3 separate regions of the Mus musculus genome follow, and all the other regions are linked to region 3. The links are chromatin contacts, called in public HiChIP or PLAC-seq maps. All regions are on one chromosome and are shown on one strand. Each heading gives the region's core, a stretch centred on a gene start, on an enhancer-like site or on the middle of the called end of the contact. The rest is flanking DNA. Distances are from core to core; before and after follow the strand shown.

Region 1 (2,848 bases), core at 259-2,758, 250 kb before region 3:
AGGAAATTAGTTTGTTAATAAAGAAATTGGCATGGCTGGGAACATAGCCTGTTATCCTATCATTTGGGAGATGGAAGCAGAAAGATCAGGCACTCAAGTCATCCCTAGTTACATAACAAGTCTAAAACAAGCCTGGGCCTGTTACAATGAGGAAAGACAAGTTATAAAGAAAATAACACCTAAGATTTAATTATCTCTTTATTCTTTATTGTCTTTGGCAAAATAAATGCTTTTTTGTTTAAAACAGAATGTGTGGTATACATACTTCTTAATTAAAACATACCAAAATGTTTCTGTAGAAAGATTTTGAAATGTTTCCTGATAGCAATTATAGATAATATTTAATGGTAACTACTGTTGCATTTTAGTATCAATCATAGAATTTGGATCAATGCTGAAAAATGGTTACAACACATAAGAACACTTACAAATGAATTCCAAAACATCACTTTTCAGAAACTTATCTGTATTACTATAAAGTAAATGACTATTGACAACTCTGAATCTCTGAATCAGATAATAATGAATTAAAATTTTATAATGTCATAAAAAATTTCAATGTGAGGGGAGAAACCTTTGCATACAAATTTTACACTGACTACACAGAAGTTATTTTATCTAACTACAAATTCAATGATTACATAAATTCAAATATAGTTTGCCTAGTTGGGGAGAATTCTCCCACTAAAAGTTTTAACACATGTACAGGTTTCTTTGTTAGAAAGCAAGCATTATAAAGCTTTGCTAAAATAACTAAAGTTCTTAGACAAAACAAAGCTAGCGCTGGAAACACAACAGAAGGACATTCTTAGGTTCTGCTAAGGTTTGGCTATGGCTGGAGTATTTCCTCAAGAGTTCATGTGTGAGCCTGGTCCTCAGTGCTGCAGCGCCTTTTAACAAGGTGTGATGACTGGAGGAGCTCCTGAGAGAGATTAAGGTAATTCTCTCTCCTAACTGGAGGTCCAAGAGAGAGACAAGTTCAACTACAAAGAAGGAAGGGAAAAAAAGAACTGCTACCAAGAATTCCAATCTTTTCAGTCCTCAGAATGAACTAGTTAGAACATGCCAACATCTCTGGAGGAAGACAAAGGACGTACACTCTTGGACTTCACTAGGTAATGGTTAAGAGACTAGTATACCCTTTAAATTGCTCAGTTAGACCTCAGCATTTGTCTTTAACGTCTTCTACAGCTTGAACAAATACCCCTGGGACTGAATGACTGTTTTCTGTAACATGAACACCCCTGTCCTAAAACACTACCAACAGTGATTTACTCACTTGTATCTATCTGCTTTCTCTACCCTTTCCCCCCTTGTTGTCCTCTACCATACTATGAACACTCAAAATCAAGGGCCCTTCTTTAGTTGTCATTATACTGATAATGACAACTAGTTGTCTCTGGAGTCTATTGGACTTTAATCAGACACTGAATAGGAGGAGCCTGCAGGATGATGCTGCAGCTCTACCAGTAGCTGTGTAAGCTGGCAATCTTTGCTACTTGTAACTCACCGTGATCATGGAAATTCTATTTGAGTGTGTCATAGACTTGCTATGAGAGCTGGGCTAATTTATAGTCTTTAGTTTAACACAGAGAGAATAGCTTCCCTTTTCCTAAGTGGAACTGTGAACTAATACTAAGAATTTCACAATATTAATTTGCCTTAATGGTATAACTGAGTGACAGATACTAAGAACCACTCAGAGAACGTATTCATGCTCGCCATCTTTTCCTGTGTGCTCTACTCAGAATGCAGCAGCATCACTACACAAAGACTCCCAGGCAGCAACTTCATTGTTCAGCTTTGTCAATACTGTACCATCAAAAATTTCCATATTTCCTAGGTATGAGACACACAGATACAATATACCCTCCTTTTTTACAACATGACAAAAGAACCTAAACTGCTTTGCGGTTTTATTTTTTAAATCAAATTATATAACCAATGCCACGGACCATTTGTTAATGTTAGTGTTCTAGCATAAAAATACTTCCACAAAAGGAATTCCTTCCCCCAGAAAGACGACTTCTAATGCAGCACATAAGGTTCTGAGTAACTCGGCTACTGTGGTAATAAAGGCAGCCAAGAAGAGAACACTGAAGACAAAGTAAAAGCCAGCCTGCGTTTTGTTTGTTTTTTTTCTTTTTGGAGTGGTGCCTTGCATTTTACTGAAAGTCTGAAAGCTGAGTCTTGACCATATAAGGTTCTGGGATTCCCAAGGAAGAAAAAGCAGGGGGTTAAAGGCAAACTTGAAAGCCTTAAAATACACGAACATAGGTGCCGAATTACCACAAGAGCGAATTACCTACCACAAGACAGCCTGGATTTTTTATTACGTATTTCTCACAATCCCAGCAATGTTACTGAAAACAAGCAAACAAACAAAGCAAGCTCACAATGAATGTATAAAGCCTAGTACAGACAGATTAGGTTCAGTTTCCTCTGTTTACCTAGCATTGATCTTCCATTCTAGTTTATAGCGCTTAATTTACCAAACATTTTTTTAAAAAATGGAGCCTTAAGTAACAGTACATAGGTATGGGTGAGGTCCTTGTGCTTAAACAATGTGAAAATTCTTTTTCAGTTCTATAGTAATCTTTCCCGCCCCTCACTTTATATTTAATATTTTACATAAAGTTTCGAACCCTGGAAGAAAGTTTTTAGAGGAACTACAGCCTATAAAATCTAAAGGAGATAACCAAGGAATATAAAAACTGACTTCTGGAAAAAAAGAAAAAAAAAACAAATCTAATAAACGTCGTTACCCTTCCTTTCTTTACAAGAACGGGACTTAGAAACCCACATGAAGCTATCTTTCCAGCTGATTTCAGAAGCCCTATGGGAGAAG
Region 2 (2,910 bases), core at 195-2,694, 200 kb before region 3:
AAAACTTTAAATACTCTTGCGTATAATCCCATAAATACATAAAGTCACACTGGTGTTCCTGATTGTTAGAAGAAAGTGCAGATCATTAAAAAAAAAAGGCAAACCGAGGATAGTTTATATAAACTATAAGTCTGTTTAGTAGCTGTAAGTAAACAAACAAAAAAAAGAATTGGTAATGTTCTTTGAGGGGAGGTATTTTGTTATATAAGTAAAATAGTGTCTTTCCATTTGTTTGTTACTAGTAAGGTATTGTATACATTTACGACTTCTGCATAACTTGTTCAAGGAACTTAGAGAGTGTTCTCCTGAATCTCGTTCTACAGAGATCTGTGTTTTACTCAAAACTAAAGACAAAGTTTGGCAGCCTAGATTTTTAAAGTGCAGTGTGAGTCACTGTGGCTTTCTCACCATGTAAATTATTTTTATTTGAAAATCTGGATAAAAGAAAAGTGAGAATAAATCAACCCTGGCCTGGAGGTCACTTACATTTTAATTTTAAACTGAACATCGAAAGCAATGTTACATTTGAACTAAGACAGTGTAAAGTAATGTTTTAGAGACCCTGGGGCAGCTTCAATCTAACTCAACTGATAAATATTAACCGCATATTATGAGTTCAGTATTGAGTTGGAACACAAAGATGAATTTAATGTGGCTGTTGATGCTGGGGGGAGTTTTGTATAATTTAATACTAGTCCCTGAATAGACGGGGAAAGAAATTAACAGCCCTGAGAGATGCAGTAGCTTTCCCACAGTTAGCAGATAAGGAAGTAGAGCCAAGATGAGAACATTTCTAGTTTGGTATTCCTTGCATAGCTCAATACTCCCTGCTCTGAAGTTTTACAAAAGATACAGTTTTTACGTTGGCCAGAGCTGTTGTGCCGGGGCTATCCCAACAAAGCAGGTCGGAAACATTTCCATGAGAGTCAGCATCTCAAAATAGCTGCTGGTCACTGCAGCTTTGTTCCCAACTCAGGAAGAATGAAAGAAATTCTAATTATACAACTGGCAATGGACAGTGGTCCCTCTCAGCACGCCTTTGAGTGCTTGCTATGTGCCTGTTGTGTGTTATACCCCAGGAATATAAAGTAGACCACAGACATTCCTATCCTCAAGAAACGAATGATCTGGTGGAGGAAATAAACCTGGAGGGCAGCATTTTCATAACGGTGTACAGCTCTGGCCAGTGCCTAAGGAAATCCGTTCTAATTCTCCTTTTAAAAAATCACGATTTGTTAATTTCTTCTTATTTGAAAATGCTTTGACCGGCATATAAAAATTTCCAAACCCAAATTCGATATTCCTTTAAGAAGTCTCTGCGGTTGGCATATGCAAAAGAAACTGGCAAAAAGAAGAAACATTCAATGCTCGGAGCCCAAACCTCAGCGCAGAGGAATACATTACACAGAGCTGTAGCTCTAGGATAGCAGCCATTTCTGCATTCACTTAGGCTGAAGTGGCCTTAGACAAAAGCTTTCCCTCACCCCCAAATTTACCCTTGAGACTTTTAGATATGGTCCCATGGAAGAAAAGGAAGTGAGAAGGGGGGGGGGGAAGGGAGTTGGGGAGAGGGAATTGGAGGGACAGGGAGTTGGGGGGGGGGAGAGGGAGTTGAAGGGAGAGAATATGAACAAGCTTGCTGATTTGTAAGCTTGTCATTCTGGACTAACTCCAGTCATCATTCTCCAGTGGCTTGGAAGGAAGTGAAGGGAAGAGAGTCCTGACCTCTGAGAGTGTCGCACGTGGGAATCTTACCCATTGAATAGGGCCGAATCAGTGACGTCAGACATATGCCGCTCTTCCTCAATGCCGACTTTGGTACCCTTACATTAGGCATTTATCTCACACTAATATGCATTTTCCTTCTTGATGCCTAATAACTCCTCTCTCTCTCTCTCTCTCTCTCTCTCTCTCTCTCTCTCTCTCTCTCTCTCTCTCTCTCTCTCTTTTGGTTTTTCGAGACAGGGTTTCTCTGTATAGCCCTGGCTGTCCTGGAACTCACTTTGTAGACCAGGCTGGCCTCAAACTCAGAAATCCGCCTGCCTCTGCCTCTCGAGTGCTGGGATTAAAGGAGTGTGCCACCACTCCCAGCGCCTGATAACTCTCTTGAGGAAAAAAATAAAAAGTCATACTTAAACCTTGTTTATATCATTTTTTTCTTCTCTAATGTCATCAAAGTTAATTTGATGGCTTTCAATAATGGTATAAATCATTACTTTAAGTACAAGTTCTACAGCTGTTACTAGCAGCTCAAGAAGTTGTGCCCAACCTTAAATGTACGTTCTTAATTGGCTCTCCTGAGTCAACAGCGATGCTGACTACCCCACAAAGCTTTACTTATTCTGAGATGGGTCAGGGGAAGGGAAACATGTATTTTGCATGAATATTTACCTTCACTTCTATTGTTAACCCATTTTAAAAAATCATTTGTCCTGTTTGCCTCTGAATGACACAAGAAATAGACAGCCTGACAGAAATATGATGGCTATCTCAGGAGGAGACATACATACAGGAAAAAGTATCAACTTTGATCTGTAATCTTATCTTCCCATAAACATGATCCCAGCAGTCCATAATACATGGTGTTTGCTTTTTTAGCTTATCACTTGTAGTGACACCGGGCACACGAGTTTTTGTAAGTCAGACTTCAATGGTGGTTCCATGAAAAAAAAAAAAAACATTTATTCACCCCTTCCAGATTATAATTGCTAGGAAAGTTTATCTTCTGATGTCGGTACTCAGTTCAGTTCTGTACAAATCAACTGTGTACGTTTATGTGTTGGGCCCTATGCCAGGAGCTGAGAACACAAAGATAGCAAAAACACAGCCCCAGTTCCTTTCCTGCTGCCTATAATTCAGTGCGTAAGAGTGGACAGACTAGTTAGCTCTGATAACGTACTGAAGGATGAT
Region 3 (2,788 bases), core at 136-2,635:
AAATATTATAGTTGGAATTAATTGATGCTTTCACAATTATATTACAAAAGGGTTTTGTTATCACTATTACAAGGTACAAACACAATAAGACATTTCTTAAAAATTACATGCATTCTAAGAAATGCATTCATTGTTATGTGAACATCACAGTGTTTCCACAAATGGAATGGCTATGACGTCACTATTAGCAGATACAATCTTACAGAATTGTCACTGTATGTGTGGCCAGTTGTTGCCCAAAATGTTGCTATGAGACATGACTAAAATAACATTAGAATGAAGAAAGAGAGTGTTGGGTGAGGTCAGGAGGGCATAACTCATGAATGGCCAGCACTGTATCTACAAGTGAGTCATGTAGTTAGCACTGGGATTCTATCTGGATAAAGGAGTTTAGAGTAGGCATTCATGATTGCTTTTTAAAACAATCTTTGGGGGCAATCTCCTTTCTGCATTTCTTCTTGTACCCCATTGTATCTTAGCAGTATAGTAAGGACTTGATTTCCCTGAAAGAGAAATGTTCCCAAAACTGAATTCATTATGAATTCATTATGGTGGCTTCCAAATGAGTTATTTCTTCCTCTATTCCTAATAGGTCAAGGGCTTGACTCTATGATTAAGTTTCAGATAGGAAACCTCAGGGCTCACATCAGACCCCTTTGACCTTTGTCTATTTAATAAAGTCATCTTCTGTATTTCATAGTGTCCCCACCAGCCCCCCCCCCCACTGGTTCAGTTCCTCACTTTTTGTAAAGTGGTTTAGTTTTTTGTATTATCTTCTGGTTTTCCTTTGGGTCTCTTTTCCCCCTTGGATGCATATTCCCCAGAGAGAGAGAGAGAGAGTCAAGTTATATTCCTTACCCCAAACCTTTGTGGGATTGGTCAGTGGATAAAGGCATGAGCTACCAAGACTGATGACCTGGAATTCAATTCCCAGATCTCACAGGGTAGAGGAAAGAACTGATTCCCACAAGTTGTCCTCCGACCTCCACACCCAGGCTTGGTATATGCATACATGTGCATATGCACACACAGACACAGTACACTCAATATTAAAAATATTATAGAGCTTTGAGTGCTTTTTCATTATGTTTCAAACCAAGAAAAACCACCTGACAATCATTCTCATTGCACTGAAATGTCTTCACAGCTCACAAACAGGGTTATCCTAACTGCTGTTCCAAGTGTGCTGTTCTTCCCTTATTTTTGTATATCTGGATCTGTGTTCTCCTCCTTTCTATATCACCTGTGACACAGAGCACATTTGCCTTGCTATGGTAGAGCTCAGTGAGAAACCAAGACTTTGCTTCCTGAGAATTCAAACCCCATGGAGTGCTGCCCTCTTTTGGTTATGACAGCCAAGAGTCCCGACCACCAAATACGGAATAGAACCGGGTGACTCATCTTTTCCTTTCACTCAGAGCCCTCATGGAAACAAACAAGGCAGGGTGAAATAATTCCACTCTCTCTCTCTCTCTCTCTCTCTCTTTTTTTTTCATCTTAACTGACTTCAAAGATTATTTGTTTAGGGAGATACAAGGAAGATAAAAATCTGTATAGGAAACAGAACTTTCATATAGTAAGCATAAACTCCAGGAAAGCCAAGGATTCCTTTGACCACATCCAGCGAGCTAGGAATCCTCAGATGATCACAGACTTTTATGTATAAGGTAGGGGCTGCTCAGAGCAAACGTCCTAAAGGCCCTTTTAGATTAAGAACAAGTTCCTGATTCAGAGACTGCCGAGGCAAGGGCAGGGTTATTTTTCATACTGCCATTAAGCATCGGCACAAATGAATACTAGAGAACTTAGAAGGTAAAAAGTCGCCTTCTTTAGACCCCGTGGGTGTCAGGCTGGCATCAGCCATTCTGCTCTTGGTGCTTTAGTAGGAACAAAGCAGAGGATGATTTGAGCCCAGTGAGAACTAAAGTCACATTTTAAACAAAGGGTGATTGATGAGAGACTGACAGGAAAGAGTGGCCCAGTGACTGAGGGAATCTCATAGGACAGAACTGTTCTAGGAGAGTATAATTAGGAGTCACTTCATTTGCCTCCCTCTCCCTCTCCCTCTCCCTCTCCCTCTCCCTCTCCCTCTCCCTCTCCCTCTCCCTCTCCCTCTCCCTCTCGTTCTCTCTTCTATCTTTCTCTGTCTCTGTCTTTGTTTCTGTCTGCCTCTCTCTCTGTCTCTCTGCGCTGCCTCTGCCTCTCTTTTCTGTCTTTCTCTGTCGCTGTCTGTCTCTCTCTGCCTCTCTGTTTCTGCCTCTCTTTTCTGTCTTTCTCTGTCTCTGTCTCTATATCTGTCTGTCTGTCTGTTTGTCTGTCTTTCTCTCTCTCTCTCAATACAAATTAGTGCCTAGCATAATTATTAGCAGACTGGCTTCACCCAGCAACTGATGGAAACAGATGGAAAAGACTCATAGCCACACATTATGCAAAGCTTGAGGAATCCTGAGGAAGATGTGGAGGAAGGATTATTGTAGGAGCCAGAGGGGGCAAGGACACAAGAAAACTCACAGAATCAACTAATCTGGGCTCACAGGGCCTCACAGAGACGACTTCAGTGACAATCAGGGAGCCTGCATGGGATTGACCCACACCCCCAGAGCATATGTTACAGTTGTATGGCTTGTTTTTTTTTTGTTTTTTTTTTTTTGTTTTGTTTTTTTTTTTTGTGGGACTCCTAACAGTGGGAGTAGGAGCTATCTCTGACTCTATTTCCTGCCTTTGGGACCCTTTCTGTTACTGGGTTGCCTCCTCTAGCCTTCATAGGAGAGGAGGTACCTAGTATTAC

The links. HiChIP or PLAC-seq counts read pairs in DNA pulled down with a chosen protein or histone mark.
Region 1: a contact with region 3 is called in an H3K27ac HiChIP or PLAC-seq map of neural progenitor cells, with 13 times the contacts expected there. The contact joins two enhancer-like sites. A contact is called at or near these places in 1 of 39 promoter capture datasets (the 3T3-L1 cell line), 1 of 15 datasets of contacts at CTCF or cohesin (pro-B cells), 48 of 484 Hi-C or Micro-C datasets (the 3T3-L1 cell line, the AML12 cell line, the Ba/F3 cell line and 35 more), 11 of 115 datasets of contacts at active chromatin or transcription factors (CD8 T cells, the HPC-7 cell line, acute myeloid leukemia and 7 more) and 1 of 9 other capture datasets (bone marrow-derived macrophages).
Region 2: a contact with region 3 is called in an H3K27ac HiChIP or PLAC-seq map of neural progenitor cells, with 4 times the contacts expected there. The contact joins two enhancer-like sites. A contact is called at or near these places in 2 of 15 datasets of contacts at CTCF or cohesin (the NIH/3T3 cell line and large pre-B cells), 3 of 484 Hi-C or Micro-C datasets (macrophages, nephron progenitors and regulatory T cells) and 4 of 115 datasets of contacts at active chromatin or transcription factors (bone marrow-derived dendritic cells, memory CD8 T cells, neural progenitor cells and 1 more).

Annotation. Positions count from the first base shown.
Region 1 is chr10:108,184,216-108,187,063 of GRCm38.p6, reverse strand. All of the region lies in intron 1 of Ppp1r12a (protein phosphatase 1, regulatory subunit 12A), which reads right to left. Among named protein-coding and RNA genes, the nearest start is that of Ppp1r12a, 24 kb to the right of the region's middle. Within about 2 kb of position 1,508, at least 69 of the 459 cell types and tissues checked have an H3K27ac peak or open chromatin away from gene starts, as enhancers often do. A contact at or near this core is called in the C2C12 cell line, the NIH/3T3 cell line, embryonic fibroblasts and 5 more, where this site is marked.
Region 2 is chr10:108,131,970-108,134,879 of GRCm38.p6, reverse strand. No RefSeq gene overlaps it. Among named protein-coding and RNA genes, the nearest start is that of Gm40754, 27 kb to the left of the region's middle. Within about 2 kb of position 1,444, at least 38 of the 459 cell types and tissues checked have an H3K27ac peak or open chromatin away from gene starts, as enhancers often do. A contact at or near this core is called in neural progenitor cells and stem cell-derived neural progenitor cells, where this site is marked.
Region 3 is chr10:107,931,223-107,934,010 of GRCm38.p6, reverse strand. No RefSeq gene overlaps it. Among named protein-coding and RNA genes, the nearest start is that of Gm29685, 14 kb to the left of the region's middle. Within about 2 kb of position 1,385, at least 141 of the 459 cell types and tissues checked have an H3K27ac peak or open chromatin away from gene starts, as enhancers often do. A contact at or near this core is called in the C2C12 cell line, the NIH/3T3 cell line, embryonic fibroblasts and 6 more, where this site is marked.